Linked DNA regions of Cricetulus griseus: region 2 is linked to region 1. A link is a contact called in public Micro-C data. All regions are on one chromosome and are shown on one strand. The core of a region is the stretch at or near the end of the contact, and the rest is flanking DNA. Distances in the headings are between cores, read along the strand shown.

Region 1 (4,645 bases), core at 1,488-3,987:
CAGGTGGTCACAACAAGGCAGTCATAGGTGGTCAAAATAACCTTTTGGAACAAAGGCAGGGTTGCAAAAATAATTATACTTTTGTCACAAAGTCATGGTTGCTGTTTCCTGGAACAGGCAGTACAGAACCATTTGTAGTTAAGGTTACAGGTGGGAAATAGCCCAATCCTTCACAAACAGAGGTTTAATCATAATCAGGAATGAACCTAGTTTGTCTTTACTGTAAGATAGCTTTGACTTTTAAGCCTAAGATACAGGCAGGATGAGTCATTAAAGATACATTGTGTTGGCTTGCAGATGGAGAAGGGAGTGCCAGTAGAGATAAAACACTGATCAAAGGGATCCTGACTATTTGTGACATAGGTTGGACTTAAGGCATACATAGTTCATTAGCCATGTAATCATCGCATTTGTAGAGCTCAGAAATGGAAGTGCTAGTACCTCTGGTTAAAGTGGAATCCTGGGTGTCAGCTGAAAGATAAGTGAGAAGGGAAGACAGACAAGGTCATGAGGGACCTCAGACAGTATAACACCTTTACTTGGGAGGAAAACCTGCAGAGGAGCTCCTATTGGGGTCAGAGCCCCCAGTCTGTTTATAAGCTGGGATTGTTACAGGGCAGGAAGTGGGCAGGAGGAGGTGGAGGGGAGTGTAGAAAGGTTTCCTTTCTTTATCCTTAAAGAGGCTGTTGGTAGGACTACCAAGTGAGTAGTTAAGAATGTTAGATGATTAAGAAATCTCCAGTCATTAACAGGGTATGGGGTGGGGTGTGTGGCTGGAATCTAGGGAAACAAATGACCTTAGTTCTTTCTATAGTGCTAACTGCTGTGGTTTCAAGGAAATTGACACCATGTAACCCAAATGGAGGAACTTTTCAAATGGCATGGCCATTTCTAAAATAGCCATCAAGGGGCAGATATCAGAACCAGGAGAACGGAAGTGGAAGAACATTTTTAGAACTTCCGCCAGCGTTCTTGCTTCACTGTGTCACCCGTGCCCAACAGTCTTGGTACGTAGTAGGCTCTCAATGGCTAATGATAACACAGTCTAACAGGAACGGCAAACATGGTGATTCCGGCTCAGAGTCTAAGAAGACACCGACCTGGCTAGTATGTGAATAAGAGAAGTAGCAAATGCTAAGCTGGCTTTATGGCCCCTCGGAGACCATGACAGTATACCCACATCAGGAGACAGTGCGCAGAATGATCCCATTCCATTTCTGTTTGTAATAGTGGGCATCAAACCCACTAATTGCTTATTAGCATGTGCTAGTAAGCAATCACCACGCCATACCAGTGAGCTACATCCCCAGTTCTTTATTCCTAGTGTTTTTTCAAAGCAGTTTTTATCCAAACTTTATGTCACAGTTAATTTGGGTTGCAGTGGAAACATTAGATCAGGGCTAGAGACATGTGGCTCAGCAATTAAGAGCCCTTGCTGCTCTTCCAGAGGATGCGGGGATGCTCTTCTCAGCACCTATCAGATGGCTCACCATCGCCTGTTACTCGAGCTCCAGGGGATCTGACGCCCTCTTCTGGCCTTCATGAGCATGTGCGCGCGCGCGCGCGCACGCGCACACACACACATACACACACACACACACACACACACACACACACACACACACACACACACACACACACACACACACACACGAACGAAAAACCCACTTCAGACAGACATTAGGCATACTCTGAAATCAGCGACAATGGAAACTCTGAGAGCAGAACACAGAGGAAGTCCACAGGCTAACCGAATCTGCAAACAAGATGCCTACGGTGCCATTTCAAACTTCATTTGAGCAAGTTAAGCCCTGTATAAAAGTCTGAAGGCCTGGAGAGCATAACTCAGTGGTTGAGTAGTGGCCTCAGATTACAAGGATTGGATTTGATCTCCAACACTTCAAGAGGGGAAAAGCAGGCTGTGGGGGGGAGGGGCGGTAGAGGGGGGAGGGGCGGTAGAGGGAGAGAAATTGTTTTGTAGAAAGGATGTATTTTATTTTATAAAATACGTTGTGGGGATCTAAAAGAAAACAGGCGCATTACGGATATAACGTGGCTAACTGACTCATCTCTGCGTACTGTAAAATGATAAGTTAGGACTTCTCTGCATTTCCTAAATCCTCTACTTTCTCTGCTTTTGAGTCTGCACTTCTAGTCCTGTTTTTAGTTCTAAATGTATTCGGCTCCGTTCCAGCCCCCGTGCGTTTTTAAATCCCCGTTTATATTTTACGAGGGTATTTCGCTCCCTAACAAACCAAGTCTTTCAACTCAGAAAACAAAACTGGCTTTCTCAGACCCAAACCCGTAGACCATGACATCATGGCGCCGCGCCTCGATGGCCGCCTCGCGGCACGGCATGCTGGGAGTTGTAGTCCCACACCCCTCACGGCCCTCACGGCCCTCACGTCCCTCCGCGCCTCTGGAGTTTGAATGCCCCTGGAGGGGCTGGTGGGCGGGGCGCAGAGGGCGGAGCTCTCCTAGCCCCGCCCCTCCGCCCTCCGCTCTCGCGCGGTTCTCGGCGGAGCCGCGCGCCAGGCCGGAGAAGGGGTGTGGCCTGGGCCCTGGGGTGGCGGCAGTTGAGGCCGCGGCGCCTGCGGGCGGTGCTGCGGCTCCGGCCTGCGCGAAGTGGTCCCGCCCTGAGCGGCGCGGCGGCGGCGGCGGCGGCGGCGGCGGCGGAGCGCGGGCGGGCCTGGCGGGAGGGTGGCGGCCCGCGGGGCGGGGGCGGGGCCGGCCTCTGGCTCCTTCTTCCTCCGCATGTGGCTGGCGGCGGCGCAGCAGTTGGGTTCACGCTCGCTTCGCCCGCCGCGTCTCGTCCCGGCGCTCGTGGCCTGAGCGGAGGGAGCCATGTCGATCTCCGAGAGCAACCCGGCGGCCGCCTCCCTGCCCAACGGCGACTGCGGCCGCCCCAGGGCGCCGCCCGGAGGGAACCGGGTGACGGTGGTGCTGGGCGCGCAGTGGGGCGACGAGGGCAAAGGGAAGGTGGTGGATCTGCTGGCGCAGGACGCCGACATCGTGTGCCGCTGCCAGGTGAGGGGAGCCGGGCCCTGGCGGGGACGCCCGGCGCGGGGACGTGTCACCTTGAGGCGCGCCCCTGGGGCTGGGAGCTGCGGGGGACCCCGTCCCGGAGCCCCGGGTGACGCTCCGGGTGGCTCTGGCGGAGCCTGGAGGGTGCGCGACGCTGGAGCTGCCTTTTGGGATCTGGGGACGGCACTGGCGGTTCGCTGCGGGGCGGAGTGGAGGGAGCTACCGCCCGAGGCCTGCTCCCTTCTCCGGCTGTGACCCGGTGAGGACCCGGCGAGGCCCACCCACCCTGGCGGCCAAGGGAGGGTCCTTTTTCCGAAATTCCCAGAAATGGAGGGTCACCCCTGCCCCACCTGCTGCAGGCCCCGGGCACGCAGAGCCTCTCCTCCTGCCATCCACTTTGTTGACATCAGGTTCCGCTACGGAGCTTTGGGACTGTTGGGGTCCACTTTCTTTCTTTCTCTCTCTTTTTTTTTTTAAATTCTTATTTGTATCCCATAAATTAATATTTACGGGAGATCTCATGGGACCCTAAAGAAGGAATCCCTACTCTGTTGAAAAGTGTGAGACAAGTAGCTACAGAGATTTCAAATTGGATATTTAGAAAATTTTGCAGTGTTTCGGCAACATAAAAAGTTGACTTTCGGGAAATCGAGTGCTTCCTACCCGGACACACGTGGTTTTCAGTGTTAGCTTTTTTTTTTTTTTTCCTTCTTCTTCTTTTTCTTCTTCCCTATTTGTCGTTTGCTTTGAAGCAGCCTAGAGGCAAGGCCTTTGTGAAGGCTCTCAGAAAACTGTCTCCTAGTTTCAGAATTCAAAATAGATGAGCAATACCCATGTTCAAAACAAGATGTAGTGTTTGCAGTTAACGGCGGCATGTTTAGGTTGTAAGCATTTTTTTTTTCCTGAAGGTATGTGGTTTTGTGTGTTGATATGCAGGCGGTTTACGTTAGTCAAGGGACCTGGTGGGAAGCTTTCTACCTAAAATTGAATCCCATGCAGAAGCAGGTCTGTGCAAAGCTAGATACTTTGACTTGGGTTATCTTCCTGTGTATTGCCTGCAGACACCTACCCTGTCTCTTAAGTCGAGCTAGCCATGGGAGCAGCTACTGCCTTAGCACCCATTATTCCTTCCCGGGTTTCTGTCCCTGCACCTTGTCTGGTAGCATGCATATTTAACAGTGCTCTCAAAGGTGTCGGTATGGACCCCTGACTCGCACTGCCTGCCATAGGAAATGCTCCAAAGCACAGCCTTCACCATTTACTTTTAAAGTCAGATCTTGTGTGCTGAACTAGAGACTTAGAAAAGTGCCTAAACTCTTGCTGAATAGAAGGGTGGGTTTGAGGCCTGCTTGACTTTTTACTTAGAAATAGTTCACAGGTCCAGTTTCATTGTATATTCTGAGCCCCTGTAGCCATTGTAGCATTTATCCAAAAGGTTCTCAGTATAACTACCTTTAAAAGGTTATAGGATCAGTTTGTAGACTGAAGGTGTTACTTTGTTACCAAGACTGACCTGATGCCTTTGGAATGTCCGGAGAAGTAATTGTGGAGAAGCAAGCCATGCTTGGCTTCCAAGTGTTAGCTGAGGCTAGTGGAGAAGACAAATACGTGATCAGTCAGA
Region 2 (4,645 bases), core at 1,121-3,620, 66 kb after region 1:
GCAATTCCCCAGGTCTCAGAAAGGAATAGAGGTGTGGATGAGATGGGTTTGTGGGCATCCTGGGACAATCTTTGGGAAGAATAAGTTCTCAGAGCTGGACAGATGGCTCAGTGGTGAAGAGCACTGGCTACTAGGTTGAATTCCCATTACTTGTATGGTGGCTCGCAACTGTCCAGAACTACAGTGCCAGGGATACCTCTTTGTCTTCCATAGTGACACGCACACATGTAACGTATAGGCATGCATGTAGAATAAGCATGTATGCATATTAAATTAACTTAAAGAAAGCCAATTCTTCCCACCATCTAGGTACAAGGGACTGAACTGGAACTAGGTTGTTAGGCCTAGCAGCAAGTGCCTTGAACCTCTGAGCCATTTTGTCAGCCCTGAAACCTAATACTTGCTAATTAAAAAATTATTTTTTGAGATAACTGGTGCAAAATCTGTTCACAACAAACTTGGGTTTGCTCATCACCTGCTGGAAAACTCACTTAATCTTTTTGCACTCAGTTTTCACTTGGGTAAAACAAATACCTAAGTACTGATCTTAGAGCAGGATAATTACCTGCTGCACGGTAAGTGCTCACGGAAGACTTTGTGGGAGGAGCTCAGGGGAAGAGGAATGCAGGAGCAGAGAGCATCAGCTGGGCAGAGGCAAAGAACCAGCCAGTGAGAAACAACTCAGGGTCCAGTCTAGTAGAACCTTGAGAGGAATGAGGCTGGCAGGGTCAAGGGCAGAGTCACTGACAACTTTGTCTGCCACATAGCTGAGGATTGTTGGGGGTTCTGTTTGTCCTACTGATGAGGCTCCTTGAAGGCTTACAGTGAGTTTAGGTTTTCATTTGAAGTCCTGGGAGTAATGAAGACAGCACAAAGTAGTGCTTCACAGAGCGTGGGAGGTTGGATGTGAGTCTTGTTTATACAACCAAACGCAATGGCTTCATTTCCTTGACGAGCTCAGAGCCAATCTGCCCAACCAGACCAAAGAGTGGATGGGGAGAGATTATTCCGAGCACAGTGTTTCTCCAAGCAAAGGCAAGCCAGAAGCTTCTACAAGGGAAGCTTGCACAGATTCACATAAGAAAGACTTGTCATCACACGTAGGGGTAGACGAATTCCCAAGTATGCTCCGTTGGGGATCATGCATTGCGTTTTGAAAAACACGGCAGAATGGAAACTCTCTGGGTGAAGAATTTCACACCATAATGAGCAAAATTGGGTGCAGATCCCCTAATTAAGTTGGCTGGTTCCTTGAGAGTTACTGTGTTTGAACTGGAAACAACTCAGCGCAAAAGGGAAACCTATGTTGGTGCTGGAGACGGCTCAGTGGATAACAGGGCTTGCTGCTCTTCCAGGGACCCTAGTTCAGTTCCCGGCACCCATGCCAAGTGGCTCAAAACATCCTCTAACTCTAGTTTTAGGGGATCATATGCCTTTTCTAGCTTCTTTGGGCACCTACAACACTCATATTGCACACACATGTCCATGCACACACAGACACATACAGACACACATAGATAATAAACTGAAGAACAACAGAAGAAAACATAGAAGATACCTGGAACGGACTTCTGGCATCCATTGCACACATGTGAGTGCACATGTATACACAAACACATACATCAAACACACAATAAATAAGTAAATAAATAATACATAAATAAAATTGACTTTGAAAATTTGGTTCTGATTTTTAATCTATATAATACAAATATATTTTAAATATAAGAAAATAGAAATAGCTGGAAAGTGTGGTAAGAGCCATTTATCAAGGGCACATGTAGAGAGCAATGAGATTGGGGAGGTTGGGTTTTTGAGACAGGGTTTCACTTAGTTGCCCTGCGTGTCCTGGGACTCATTACACTTGAACTCACCTGCCTCCGCCTCCCAAGTGCTACACCATCACAGTTTTCTGTCTTTCTTTCCCTCTCTTTTGGACCACAGCTACCCAGGGCCTCTCCAGCCCTGAGCAACTTTATTCTGACTGCAGATAACCCAAGCAGCTGAATAGGTGTTTGAGATACAGAACTATCAGAACATGGAGATGGGGGAAGCCAAGCCACGCGTCAGTTGGCATGGACTCATTTAGTATAAAGTACCACATCTGAGGACGTGGCTAAGGGATACTTGCCATTTCATACTTCTAGATGCTACAGTTGGAGATACAGTGTGGACAAGACTGGTTCTGATAAAGGTTGCCAGAGAGAGTCTGCGTGACTGTCCCTGGGGGAAATGTAAAGAAACTATTTATTCACACCCTCCCCAATAGAGGGTGCCAATAGACCAAAGACAAGATTCCCTCCAAGTCTATCTTGGTGAACGCTTGAGCTTACTGGGGTTACTAACAGAAATGTGGGTGACTCACAGGGAGCTGTGTCAACAGCGAGCTGCCTGAGTAACAGCCAGCTGTTAGCCTCTTGTATAGCTCTGCTGGGCTATCCTAAGGATTGCATGAAGGCTCACAAACGCCATAAACTCTGTGAGCTTGGTGAGCCTCTTCCCTCTTTCTTTGAGGGAGTGTTATAGGGCTCACTCACCGGATGAGTGATCTCAAAAGTATTTATTCGAGATGGCAATGGTCATGCCTAACCAAGAGGAAACAGTGACACACTTACTAACCCTGTCATTTTGATCTCTGCCTTTCTCTTCAAATGTGTCTCTCTTTCTCCTCTGTCTGTCTCTCTCCCTGTGTGTGTGTGCTTCTGTCTCTCCCCCTTTTTTATCCTTCTCTAACTTTTATCTTTATATCTTCAGCAACTCATTTCTACATTTTGAAGTATTTTGGGTTAGGACTTCAACATATAAAAATTTAAGGGACACTATTTATCTCTTGTCATAGGGTGCGACTGATATGTGAGACTATAGGACAGAGGAGAGAAAGAAGTTAGGCCAGAAAGCAAAACCATGATAAGCCTTTCAATGATGGTGGTGATGATGTTGGCGATGGCTGCAGACATTGATTAAGAAGCTATTTCATAAGCAGATATGATTCTCAGTATCTTGTGTGGTTTAGAATAAATATTCTAATTTCTTTGTTTGAAATAGGGTGTTGCTCATTGCCCAAAAAATTGTGCTTCTCTTGCTTCTGTCTCCAGAGTGCTGGGATCACTTACATACACCATCACATGAGGCTGTATTAGAGTATTTAATTCTCACCTCCTCCATGCCTGGAGCTGAGGTTGGAGCCCAAGGCCCTGGGCACGCTAAGTACATGCTCCTCCGCTGAGCTATATTCTCAGTCCTCATCCTCAGCATTTTTATAGATGGGAAAGTTGAGGTATAAGGAGCTTTCTCAGCTCAACTCTGTAATTCTCAGACTTCCCCCCCCCTTCCTTTTCTGAAGAGGTGAGAGAGCAAAGGAAATGACTTCTAGTCACATTTTTATGTCGTAGGGAAGCTGGGTCAACGGGACCCCTCAGTGGTCGTCCTGAAAGTTGACTGGTCAGTGAACTTGGAGTCAGGATTGAGTCACAGCTGCGGTATATTTTCCTGGCGGAAAACAAATTCTGTTTTTGGAGTCTCCAAGGAAAGGTTTTTAATGAAGTCAGTGCCCTCTAGTCATCTCTGACTCATGGCTTCTTCACTTGGGAACGTTTTCTCCATGATTCCCTGATGTTCCTTACACTTAATGAGCTCCTGTCCTATCCATCTCTTCTCAGTATGTGCCGGGTCCGCTCTTTAAAGGCCTCAGTAGCTAGTAATTGATTTACCCAGGCTCTAAACTGGGATTAATGTAGCTCTCAGACTTTGTCAGAGAGTTTCTTTGTGTACTGGATGGTGGTGAAGAAGACACTCAAGGCTGGTCAGAGCACAGAGGGTAAGTGATAATGAAAGTGCTCACCCACAAATAGGAGATCTGTCACCATCCCCACCTCCCGAGGCTCAGGAGCCACTTAGGAAGATGATGTAGCAGGCTTGTAAGAGCCAGCACCTGGGGAGGACAAGGACGAAACCAAGCCTTCTGGATATGACAGGACTGATGGATGCACTCACAGCAGCTGTATTTTCCCCGCACACGATCCGCACAAGATCATCTAAGTAGGGGGTTCTCGAGCCAATACCCAACCCAGGAGCTATGCAGAGCTGATGGCTTGTAGAGGAGGGAGAGCCAGTTTTCTCTAAGATTGTGGCTCCTGGTAGGTCAACCATGCTCTAGTGGATGGTCCTACACCCAGGGGTATACGGATAGCCCAGATTGGAGTTGATGGGTTATTTACAAAAATGGACAAGAAGTTAGGGTGTAGAGAAGTGGGAGCAGATCTGGGAGGAGTTAAGGGGAGGAGTTGGGGTTAATACAATCAAAATACATTATATGAAATTCTGAGTTAATAAATATGCTTTAAAAAATTTACTAATAACTACAAAGGTTGTTAAACTGGTTCAACAGGCTTTTGTACAAGATGCGAGGAGAGCCAAGTATGAAGTCTGAGATTATTTTACGATTTTTTTTTTTTTTTTTTATGTGGGAGCTCTGGCTTGGCATTAATCCTGGCTCAGATCTGAGTGGCTCCTAAAAACCTGAAAGTCCTATTATGCTTGAGGACAGAGAAAATGCACAAGAGGAAGGGACAGGTCCTTCCTGGATTATAAGATTTTTGTTTCTGTTTTCTGAGATTCAGGAACATGACATTGAGAGATTAATGGC

What was found. A called contact is a pair of places that touch in the nucleus more often than the background predicts.
Region 2: a Micro-C map of the CHO-K1 cell line shows a contact between it and region 1, with 4 times the contacts expected there. The contact joins the enhancer-like site here to the promoter of Adss2 in region 1. A contact is called at or near these places in 3 of 8 Hi-C or Micro-C datasets (the CHO-K1 cell line and fibroblasts).

The regions. Positions count from the first base shown.
Region 1 is chr5:16,047,066-16,051,710 of CriGri-PICRH-1.0, forward strand. Adss2 (adenylosuccinate synthase 2) reads left to right here and starts at 2,738. Exons shown (of 13, transcript NM_001292059.1): 1 at 2,738-3,027. The coding sequence starts at 2,845.
Region 2 is chr5:16,112,956-16,117,600 of CriGri-PICRH-1.0, forward strand. No RefSeq gene overlaps it. Among named protein-coding and RNA genes, the nearest start is that of CUNH1orf100, 19 kb to the left of the region's middle. Within about 2 kb of position 2,371, at least 3 of the 6 cell types and tissues checked have open chromatin away from gene starts, as enhancers often do. A contact at or near this core is called in the CHO-K1 cell line and fibroblasts, where this site is marked.